2 separate regions of the Zea mays genome follow, and region 2 is linked to region 1. A link is a contact called in public Hi-C data. All regions are on one chromosome and are shown on one strand. Each heading gives the region's core, a stretch centred on a gene start, on an enhancer-like site or on the middle of the called end of the contact. The rest is flanking DNA. Distances are from core to core; before and after follow the strand shown. Region 1 holds the start of LOC100272522. Region 2 holds the start of LOC100381618.

What was found. Hi-C and Micro-C count contacts between places; a contact is called where the count stands out from the background.
Region 2: a contact with region 1 is called in a Hi-C map of endosperm, with 3 times the contacts expected there. The contact joins the promoter of LOC100381618 here to the promoter of LOC100272522 in region 1. A contact is called at or near these places in 2 of 25 Hi-C or Micro-C datasets (bundle sheath and endosperm).

The regions. Positions count from the first base shown.
Region 1 is chr2:139,688,223-139,694,111 of Zm-B73-REFERENCE-NAM-5.0, reverse strand. LOC100272522 reads right to left here and starts at 3,713. Exons shown (of 5, transcript NM_001353446.1): 1 at 3,566-3,713; 2 at 3,012-3,414; 3 at 2,171-2,602; 4 at 1,166-1,724; 5 at 86-640. The coding sequence starts at 3,377. The coding sequence ends at 345.
Region 2 is chr2:140,090,285-140,096,173 of Zm-B73-REFERENCE-NAM-5.0, reverse strand. LOC100381618 reads right to left here and starts at 3,679. Exons shown (of 7, transcript NM_001361457.1): 1 at 3,288-3,679; 2 at 2,683-2,882; 3 at 2,517-2,576; 4 at 1-1,060. The coding sequence starts at 3,564.

The DNA.
Region 1 (5,889 bases), core at 2,464-4,963:
TGGCATTCCAGAATTATCTGAGATACCTTTAAAGCCGAAGAGAAATGTATGCATAAACAGTGATTTGTTATTCCAAAATCAAGGTTTCAACTGAACAGTATCCTGAGTATTGTTCTGAAACAAACCAAAAGGGCATGGCAAAATCTTGTGCAACTCCTATGATCCTCTATGGTATACAAACTCTGTCCTAATTGACAGAGTCCAACTATAATCAATGTTGAACTTTGTGGTCCCAACAAATCACACCAACGCTGCAGGCTGCACTCTTGTGGTCCAAACAAATCACAAATCCGTATAACAGCTGATTCTGAATTTCCTTGGTTCAGAAACAACTATCCACGCATTCAGGCATTCCATGATGCTGACCGCCGCATGGTCGGCTTCACAGGGCGGTCCTCCTCCATGGAGATCATCATCAGTGTCGATGGGTCCTCCAGCATCATGCGGGCGACGAGGTAACCGGCAATGGACCAGGTCTGGAACTTCCTGGCCTGCTTGCCAACGAATCTTCCTAGCTTGCCATCGTAATACTCGGGCCAGCCGTCCTTGAGCAGCCTTGACTCTGCGAGCTCAATGGCACGTTTTGCCATTTGTGGCCGACCAGTCTTTATGCAGGCTGCTGTCAGCAGCCACAGAAGAACTGCACATAAAAATAGTGTGAACACAATTTTTTTATGCTGTGCTTTAGTTCTGAGTTTGGCTTTAGTTGCAACTAGGTACATCACAATGATTAAATAAACTTTGTAATTGAGCTAAATCTCAACTCCTGAAGAAGTCAATAAGCAGTGAAGCACTGTCCCTGCTCATGCAAAAGCAAGCATATGAAGAGTAAATAAAAAATACTCAGACTACCTTGTTAACATACAAGCGCCAATTATAGAATTAAAAGGATCTTACGGAAGACGACATGGTTATCAAGGATTGTTAAACCAAACAAAATTTTTTAGGTGGAGCACATGGAGAATTCCATTTGTCAATTTCAGAATGGATTTTAGTTTAAACCTTTCCTATTTCCAACAATTTATGATGAATTAACTTGCAATCTTTGTACAGGAACAACAACAACAATAAAGACATTTAGACCCAAACAAGTTAGAGTAGGCTAGAGTTGAAACCTAACAAACCAAAAGTCAAAATTTAGTCACATTGCAACGAGAGACGATACCTGGCCAAGATCCTCCATTGTGGTAACTCCACCGGGTGTTTTTGGGGTCACATCCAGTAATAATTCTCCACTCATGATTCTCGAGAGCAGGATAGCATATCTTCAGAGGCATCTCACCAACTAGCTCATCCCACTTTTCCTCGATCAGATCCATTATAGCAACTGACTGTTCTGGGGTGGCTAGAGATGATACAATGGCAATGCAATTGCCAAGGGCAAACCACCGGAAATCCATCATAGCAGGGCTGACGTTGCCAAGAAAGTAGCCTCCTCGACATGGCATGAAATCAAACACCCAATCAGGAATGGAATCTGGAATTACATTGAACTTGTTCACAGCAGTGTGGGAATACTCTTCTGTTTTGTATCTGTATATGTTATTCAGCTGGTGAAAATCTAGCCAGAAGTAATTCCTCATGTGGTAGGTTAGTGCATGTAGTCGTTGCCCTATCTTCTCTATGAAATCCTTCCCTTCGCCCTCTGGCTTGAGCATTTGGAGAGCACATCTTAATGCCATATAGAATAGGGCTTGAATCTCAATGGGATAACCATATATACCCTGAAAATTGAAGAAATTACGATCATGCAATGGTGGGAAGCTTCATTTAGAATTAATAAAAAAGGAAACTTCATTTAAAATCAATATGTAATTCAAAAGTAGAACAAGCAACAAGAGAACTTGTAGGGGCATACTACAGATTGTCACTTTCTACCAGTATTATCTGTTTGTACTTCTGCAAAAACTGTGTTTCTTGCCTCCAAGGTACCGAAAGGCTATACAAGATTGCCATTAAAATTTGGTTGCAAGTAGTATGAGAATTTGTGCAGCTGTAAGACTACCATAAAAACTTAAAAAGTAGAGTAGAAAATTAGGAGACAGGGATGCTCCTTCATTATGGAAGAACATGCAGAACCTGCCAATCCTATTGCCACCTCAGCTGATATGTACTACTTCTACAGATATGCATCTAAATATGAATTAGATCAAAGGTGAAGTGATGCTACCATTCGACGATCAATCATTGAGCAGCCATCTGTGCAGAGCAGAGTTGGAAAAGTATCAAATCCTTCAGATAAGCAGAGATTCAGTATCAACCTCATGCACTTCTGGCATTCAGGTGATTCTGACAAACTAACATCTCCGGTGTACTTTGTATATGCCCGAAGGAGAATGATCCACCAAAATCCAGAGTCAACCGGTGCCACCCTACCGATTGCACTCTCACCAAAATCAGCGACTAAGGTTTCAGTGTTTCTGTTTTTATTACGGTCCACCTTGAAACTTGCTGGCATCGCTCCTGCTCCAAGCTTGAATCGGTCTACCATTTTCTCAGAGCTCTGAAGGTGAAGAGTTTTCAAGAGAAAATTCTTCACTATGTCAGTCTCATTGTTCATTAGAAAAGCCAATGCGCTCGGAACGAAATCCCTCACAAAAACCTGAAATAATTAATAATAAGGGAGCAATCAATCTTAGCACGCCATCAGACTTAATTCTTTAAGAAGTAACCAGAAATAGAAAAACAGGAAAAATCCAGTTACAGACCATACTGCTAATGTTCCACGGTTACATATTACCGGAACACATTTTTTATCACGTAATCTTAGAAAATACAGAACAGAAATTGAAATCTTGTTGCAAGTGCTAGTAAAAACAATGGAAGTATAGTATTCATTGATTATGATACATGTATCAAATTATAGCCTGAAACGAGTATATACACTGAGCAATGGAAATAACTAGGTAAGCACTAATATTCCAGCGTTCATAAACAGAACAAACAAAAAGGTTCCTCTGTTTCCACAAATTTGATGTTCAGTGAAGCCCGATTCGCATTCAATAATTTACCTGATCATAGTTGAGCACTTCCTCCGACGCATGATCGACGGCAGCAATGGTGCCGACGGGCTGTTCCCGGAAGTAGACGACCGATTTCCTGAGCGCCTCCCAGGCCTCGTTGACGAGCGGGTGCGGGCCGCCGAAGTGCGTGCCGACGGAGAAGGGCGAGTCGAAGCCGCCGGACGGGAATGCCGGCGACTGAAGCACGCTGTCGAAGCCGTCGTTCTGGCGGTGGGAGAGCTCGCTCCACGACTGCTCGTCGAAGGAGCGCTTCCGCTCCAGCGTGAACCTGGGCTTGTCGATGACGAGGCGCGACAGGTCGAGGTTGATCTCCGCCTCGGAGGCGAGCGAGACGTGCGACGACACCCGCTTCATGCCTGCCGCCTCCGCCGCCACCTGGCGCGCGCCGGTCCTACGGAGGAGGGATTTCTGGAGTTCAGGGACGGTTCGTGGTAGTGGCCAACGAACAATACAGCAGATTCATGCCGTTCCGCCTCCGAAACCGAAATAGAATGAAAATGAAGAGCAGCAGGTCTGTCCGTCTGTCCGTCCGTCGTCCTTACCGACGAGAGAAGAGGCGGGTTGATGTTGATGCTCACTGCGCGCGCACTGGCGTCCGGAGGCGCGTGAGGACGTGGAGGAGGGCGCCCGCCGGAGACCGGAGGGAGGATGGGTGGATCTGGATCGGGGTGCGCTCGGCGCGCAGGGTGGTGGTGCGGTGGACAGCCTACGAAAATTTTGGGCAAGAAATTGTGACCTTCGGGCCAGGGCCTTAAAAAGACCCATCCGAAACTACGGAACGATGAAGCAATACCTCTTGCTTAAAATAAGATGCGTTAATCTTTTTTTTCATCTATCTCATTCATAATTCTAAAGGTTAACAAATTTGACTGACGGAAAATCTCTCTTTCCATGAGCGAGAACATTCACAGAGCATGTTTCTTCACCGGCAGGAACATTCACAGATCGGACTAACAGATATGCAGCAGAGTACTCCAGTCAATGCATGTGCTGTTGTTGATCGAGTGGATATTATCGAATCTGCTTTAAAATTAAAGATGCGATCTGAAAGTCCTTCATATATTTTGTAGTTTCCTAAAATACAACTGCAAATTCATTGACAACCAAAAGGAGAGTGGTAGGTAGTAGTACTACAGCATCAATTTTAGTTTTTGGAATCCTTTTTGGGAGGAAATTTCCTGGGTCAAAATCTGAATCCGAGTCGCCGGCCACTGCTTCGGGAGGAGGGGGAGTAGGTGGCACGCGCAGGGTGTGGCTGCTCCGGCCGACGAGTCTGACCAGGATCCGACGTGGCACGTAAAGGCCATTGGCAGCTACGAGGCGTCCTCGCTCATTCAGGGAGTCGGTGGGTGCTGGGCCTGCTGTCTGCTATCAATTTGGCCAATACTTTAACATGTTTTCTTCGTCCAGAGAGGACAACTGGTTTGATTACGCTATCCATGAATTTTGCTCTAAAGCGAAAGGACTGGGTGAAATATTTATTTTTAGAATCCGGAGTCACCGTAGCCATGGTACTTTTAATTAATCAAGATCTGCCACTAACTTACGGAGAATTTAATCTGGATCTAAACAATACAATTACTAAGAATAGGGGTAAAAAATATACCACTCCTAAATCATCTTTCTTCAATTAATATCATGATACTTGTTAATTCTTCTCTTTCTGAGTTCTAACCAAGTTTTAAATCTAAATTTTACGTAGTTTAACTACTTTATCTCTCACTAGAGGTGTAAATAGAGATCTGATACCCAATAACTTATAGGGAATTACTCTATTAAAGCTAGTTTGACAATTCTATTTTTCCAATAGATTTCTATTTATCCTAAGAGAAAATGAACTAAATTTACTTGGGAAAAATAAAAATAACGTGGGAAAATAGAGTTCCTAAACTAGCCCTTAGGGTTAGGTTATGGAATGATTTTGATCCCCATGGGTTTGGATTTGAGAGAAATTCCTTCTCCGTTGGGTATGTGAGTATGGGTACGGGCAGAAACCTGAATCCGATTACCCATGGGTAATATTCACACACAACTAACAAATTTTAGCCTTGTGAAATATCTGGTTTCCTACAATCAAAAGAGCACCAGCTTTTTCGACGCACGGGATGGAATTGTTAAGCTATTTCCAGAATTTAACCTACTGCAATTGTTTTTTTTTTGAAGGATCAGGAGGGGGGAACCCCTACTGCGCATTTTATTAGAAAGCGAAAAGTAAAGGTTAGAACCTGGTACTTTTACAATCAATAAAAAGAAGAGAAAAAGGAAAAGAAAGAACTATTCCTATGTTTGCCACAAACTTAGCCAATTCGGGATTGAGGTGTCAAATTCCCCCCGTGCTCTGTGAATGATCAGTCGCAATTCTCTACTAAATTCCTGAGTGCAGCGGAGCACCGAGGGATCCTTGTTTGAGAATAGCCACTCGTTTCGACTTTTCCAGATGCTCCAAGTCATAAGGATAATGATCTCCATAGAGAAGGGAACGTTGAGCTGGTGCTTGAGGTTCACTGATGCCTCTTCAGGATTAGAAATTCTGGGCGGGGTAATGCCAATTGAGTTCCAGCAGGCTTTCGCGAAGTTGCATCTGAGGAAAAGATGGTAAAGGGTCTCCTCTCTTTGCCAAAGGCAGTTTTCGCAGGAGTAGGAATCTAGCTCCATGTTTCTCCTTCTCAACATATTTCTGGTGTTTAGCCTGTTTTTGAGCCACAGCTAGTAGAAGACTCTATGCTTAGGCTGACATTTACTTTTCCAAACTAGTTTGTAGATAGGATGAATCTGCATCTGGCCCATGGAAGATCTGTAAGCTTTTTGGGACGAGAATTTGTCCGACCCCCAAATGTACTTCCATCGGTCGTGAGCATCATTAAGA
Region 2 (5,889 bases), core at 2,430-4,929, 400 kb before region 1:
CGCCATGATCTAAATTGAGAGGGGAAATAGAATCCATCAACTGTTGGGAAATGGTAGGCTTTAAAACTATATTGCTCCTCTCCATTATTATGTTACCTGATCCATTGGGGGTGATTTCATCCTTGTCCAGTGGGCAGATCTCTTCACCTTCTTCAATTCCATCAGTATCCAAATTGTCAAATAGATTCCCACGAATGGTCCCTTCGAGCTGACAGTTCCCAGGGCCCTCAGTAATCTTATTTGGGTTTATATTCTCGCTTTTTGAGAGACCTTCCTCCAAGTTAAGATGGTTCAAGTCATCGTGCTTCACTTCTGGTATTATAAGATATTCTGAAAGAAGCTCAGATTCTGTATGAACACTAGCAACATTCCATTGTGGAATTTCCTTGTCGGCGAACACATCATCTTTGAAATGCAAAGGGAGAGCAGAATCTAATAAGCCTAGTTTCTTCTGCAGCTTTGCACCAATTGGATCTTGTGGGATATAATTATCAGGTTTTCTCTCGTTCATATTTCCCTCCATGATCATGCTGGCCGGGGGATTCATGTCAACGTTATCTTCAGCAATCAACTCTTCCTTTTCTTCAGCCTTTTCAATTTCAGAAATACCAAATAAAGCTATACATACCGCACATTCTGTCCCACAGCTCTGAGAACATACAACAATATCATTTTGGTCTCCCTTCTGAAAGCTATGGCTCAGAGTGCTGCTTCTCTCGCTGCTCCTGCCTGTGTCAACACGAAGTGATTTGACTGACTTCAACTTGGACCTCTTGGACACTTTGTTTGAGGCATCCTCCTGCTCGCCTGACTGGATTGATTTTCCAGCATTTGTCAGTGTGCCTGGCATTTCCTGTATGATCAACGAACCAAAAGATTCTGAAATTTGATTCTTGTCGACCAACTTTTCCTCTGTCACTCCGTTTCTTTTCTCATGAAATTGGGAAAGTGAATGCTCTTCCACAAAAAAAGGTTGAAGGAACTCAGACAATGGAGGTGCTGAGGGGGCCACTTTGGCTGGAAATGCAATGTCTTCAGACACAATTTGTTCACTTGTATCCTGGATATTAGATCAGACAGTTAGCAATCATTTCCAGAAAATGGATCCAAAGCTGAAAGTCTATACGATAAAAAGTAAGAAAACAACAGCAATATAACTCGTGTAAACAACTTTAGACATGAAACAAACAGTAACACCTAAAACTATTGAAAATTAAAAAAAAAACTGACATACATGTTAAACTGTAAACCAATGCTATTAGCTAACTTGAGCATAGATGAATTTTACAAGTGGAATTGGATATTGGATATATATTGTCAGCTGAATAGCTGATCACATAGTTTGTGCTGATGCAATTTATAGTTGACTTGGTTACACAAAATTAAGGTCACAAAATTTGGTCATATGCAAAGGATAGCACATTTAAGTGTTGATATGCTCTGACTTCAACATACAAAATAAATGCAAGAACTGTGTTTAACTTGTGAAATACAACATTCATAGAAGCAGCCAAATGAATTCACATGTGCAAAAATGTTTGCTTTACACAAGCTGAAAATTACACACACCTACCATAAAAAATCTTTTGTTAAGCTAAGGAAAAAAAACTCTGGGGTAAACCACCCTAGGCTTTTTTTTAAAAAAATCATTTGTCAAACTAAGCAAACAAACAAATAGAATGTAAAAAACTCGATCTGTGGGGATATGACAACCCCAAGGTATTGCATCAAGAAGAAAATCTCAAGCAGGTCAAGAAAACACCCGAATCCCTACCTCACCCATAAACAAATAAATAGTATGTCATTTCAGATAAATTTAACTTAGCACAATAGAATCAGGAGCATAGAAAATAATATGTATCAAATAGAGGTTCGCACTTATTCTATGACTCTACGGACATGCACAATGTATTTTGACTGGCATGAAGTGCCCAAATAATAACAAATCTAGCAGTACAGCATGACAAATTTCATTTAGGCAACATAATTATTTTCAATCAAGTTTGGCACAAGGCAGGCATGCAGCATTCACAAGGCATGACAAAAATATGATGATATTCATAGGAATTAGGCAACTGCTGGATACAGTCAAATGGGATCATCAATGCAGTAAAAAACTAAGAAGAGAATGTTGATTGATCAGTAGCGATTAACAGGGCAGATCTACTTGAAGTGGCATGTAGGAAAATAAGACGTTATATATATTCATAGAACAAGCATACAAGGATTACTACAGTGGAGTAACTATAATCAACACATCAAAAACTGGAAAGAATTGAGGCAATTCGCGTTGCTGCCTTTGATTTTGCAACCTAGCAGATCCATTTTCTTAGATGCAAAGAAGATCATACATAACATACTAATACGAAAAAAATAAAAATAAAAACTACATCAGTTGCCACTTTGCAGTTTCAGGCTATGAAGTCAATAAACATGGATTGCAGCTCTAAAGATACTGATAAGCATTTCATAGAATGTTTCCAGTAGTCAGTAATACTGGTTTGCTGTGAACAAACCTGATGGGTCTCCATGTTCACTGAATCCCTGTGCCCAGGCAATAACTTGCTGCTTGGTTCCTGCGCATTTCATCAAACACTAAACCACAAAGAAACGGCACCGAGTGCCAAAACAACATAGAAACTTATTCTACGAGCATATAAACGAGAATTAGATAGTTGCTACCTTAACATATGGCTCCTCTTTGTCCTCCTCAGGCAGCGATGGCATATACATCAGATCGTCCATCTCAAATGCCTCACGAAGCGACAGCCAGAGCAGCTTATACTCCCTCTTAGAGGCCCCGAGCCGCAGCGTGTCACCGGTAGCGAGATCCACTGGCGTGTTGGGTGGGATCCGTCGCCCCGAAACCCATGTCCCGTGCACTGCATCAATGAAGACCCCCAGGAATGGGAAACGCCGAGTTAACTTCCACGTCATTTCAATCCAAAAACAGAAGACTGAGACACTACATCGTTTCAGTCGAAAATTAGAAGACTGCGACACTCTGTAGGAAATTTCGATGGGGGAAAAAATCTGATCCCAAATCCGCAATGATGAAGGCAGCATTGATCCCGTCTGGAGATGATCCAAGTCCAACAACGCATTGAAGTTCTAGTGAAATCCCTAAATAGAATACGCCACAGTTGAACGAGCACGAATCAATTGAAATGTAGACTAACAGGCCAGATCAGTCCGCGGGATCGGACCAATCCTGTTAGCGCCGCTATCACGAACACATTACGAGGATGCAGAGGAAGGGGAAAAGGTAACAGAGGCTGGCGTCTCACCGGAGTGGAGGTCGGTGACGGTGATGAGACTCTGTCGACGTCGGCACCGTAGCTCGAGGTGGAAGCGGCTGACGCTGGGGTGGTCGACGAGCACGTGGCAGTCGGGGTGCCGACCCACCATCACCGGCGGGTCCTCCTCATCACTCTCCACTTCTCTTCCGCCGGACCCGCACATCGCCTCCGGCGGTGGTGCGTTGAGGAAAATGTGCTTGAGCACGATGCCGCCCTTGGACACCGCAAACGCCGCGATCAAGGCGTCCCCGTCCGCCGCCGCCATGCCGTGGGGAATCTCTCTTCTCTCGGTGCGCGTGGCTGTGTGGCCGCTGCTGAGGTCAAGGAGACGTAGTGCAGACTGCGAATCTCTGCGAGTTTGAAGCCTTGGAGAAGAACGGGGAGGGGGATGTGTAGGGGGGATGAGCGCCGGCGAAGGAGACGTTGGAGGTGGCTATGAAACCGGGCGGCAGATTTGGATTTTGGAGTTGCAACGGTCAGAATTAGGACCAGCGTGTGCGGTGTGCCGCGTGAGTGGTGAGCGTCTCTCTCAAATGGGCCGCGAAAAGAACGGGCCTAATCGGTGTGGGTCGTAAATGTTGGGTCTCTTGCGTACTAGAGAGAAAGGACTGGGCTGGGCTATATTTCATATCGAGCGAGCTTTATTCAGACAGAGAGAGGCAGAGTGTGACGGAACCTCCAAAGTAATTAGGTTCACCTACAGCTGTACTTGTCCAATAGACATCAGACAACCCTGTAGATGTTCCTGAATCACTCGACAAGCTCGGTATCTTCTTTCTTACCTTTCCAGGAACGTTTCACCCGTCTTGCAGACATTACAGAACATCGGAGATATAGAAATGCGGAAGCGATTACATAAACTTACATTTATTTAGAAAGTAAGATCAAGTTACTTATTACAGACCAGAGTTATCGTATGAGTGCAGAGTAATATTATTACACATACCAAGGGAGGTAAAAACTCCTCCCGATAAGTTCTTATATAAAAGTTCTATATGGAGGATCCTTTCCTCCCGCACTTCATTCCTTGCGTTCTTCTTTTGGCACCATCTTAGAGCAGAAGCAACAAAAATTTGTCGCTTCCTCACCTAAAAACAACGGGGGAATAAACCCTGAGTATGGAATTACTCAGCAAGTCTTACCCGACTAAAGAAAAGACTCTCAAGGGTATGCTGGTTATAAGGGAGTCAAGGTAAGACTTTCAATAATCAAAGACTCTGTTTTGTAGAAATGATTACTAAAGTGGATCCTTAAAAATCCAGTTTTATTTGTCAGGTTAAGTAAAATTACCTGCAACTAGAGTTTTTTCTACCCTAGTTCAATCACTTGTCCTGCATTAGCCAATTTCTTAACAAACCATCATCTTTAGTGGATTGCTACGTGTAAGTCAGTGACCAAGTCTTCATAACCGCGAAGGTACGGCGATCCGAATCGATTATACTCAGCTGAGGATCTCCAATCACACGACATATGTAGCACTTAACCCTTGCATATGTCAACCCGCCACCGGGGTTCTTAAGACCAGATCAGGTTCACGCAAACTGAGAGCACAGATACACCACCGTCCAGCCTCTTGCCACGGAGGGTACACGCTACTCCCGCCACCGCTCCACGCCCATTTCGTGTTATCTTATTCTGGCCTTAGTCTGCCCGAGGCAAGGCTTACCCATGACGAGGCATGTGACCAGTTAAAGGGTCCTCGGTCATCAAGCCTACATCGACACGGTCCTTAATCGACTCAGACGGAGACACTACACCAAGACTCCTTTCTCGTGCAAGTCACCCGCCCGGTCTCAGCTTAATCATTTCAACCCAAAAACTTGGTACCTGGCAGAGGTACATCTTTTCCGATGTTGAACCCATCACGACCATGATGGATCCACCATCAAGTTTTATTTTTGAAAACAACCCTCCCACTTTGCCAATCATCTTTTGTAAAACAAATCCTTTTGTTTTTCTAAAGCAATACTAAGCATAGAAAAACCTTTTTGTAAAAACAGGGTTTCAAGGAAGGTAATGCAGGAATTGTTTAAGCATTCAACTCCTATCACCTAATGCATCAATCAAGTGAGAAAGATTTTAAAAACATCAAGGAAGGTGGCAAATGCACCAGAGCTTGCCTTCGTTAGTAGGTGAGTCAGGCTCGGACCCGCAGATATCGAAGTAGAAACAATTCCCGGCCTGATATTCCGAAGGTGGTGGTGTCTTCTCTTCGGTCACTTCGATTTCTTCTTCGTTTTCTAAATATAGCCATATAAGTATACTAGGTACGTGCCCGTGCGATGCCACGGAACGTGATTACAATAATGACGACAAAATCCGTGATTAAACATAGATACATAACAATATAAATACGTAATATTATTATAAATATTTCGACCCAAATATTATTATAAATAACGCATAGAGGAATGTCAGTGTTGCGGTAGTGAATCCCTTTGTGTGTTATTTCTTAGACGGCGACGTGGGTAAACCTGGCCCAGATATGCGTGATCAGTAGTAGGCACCAGCGACTACAATATGTGCCCCAGAGTAAGCCAAAACTCAATAGTTAGAATTATATTGCGATATTCTTAATGAAAGAAACCCA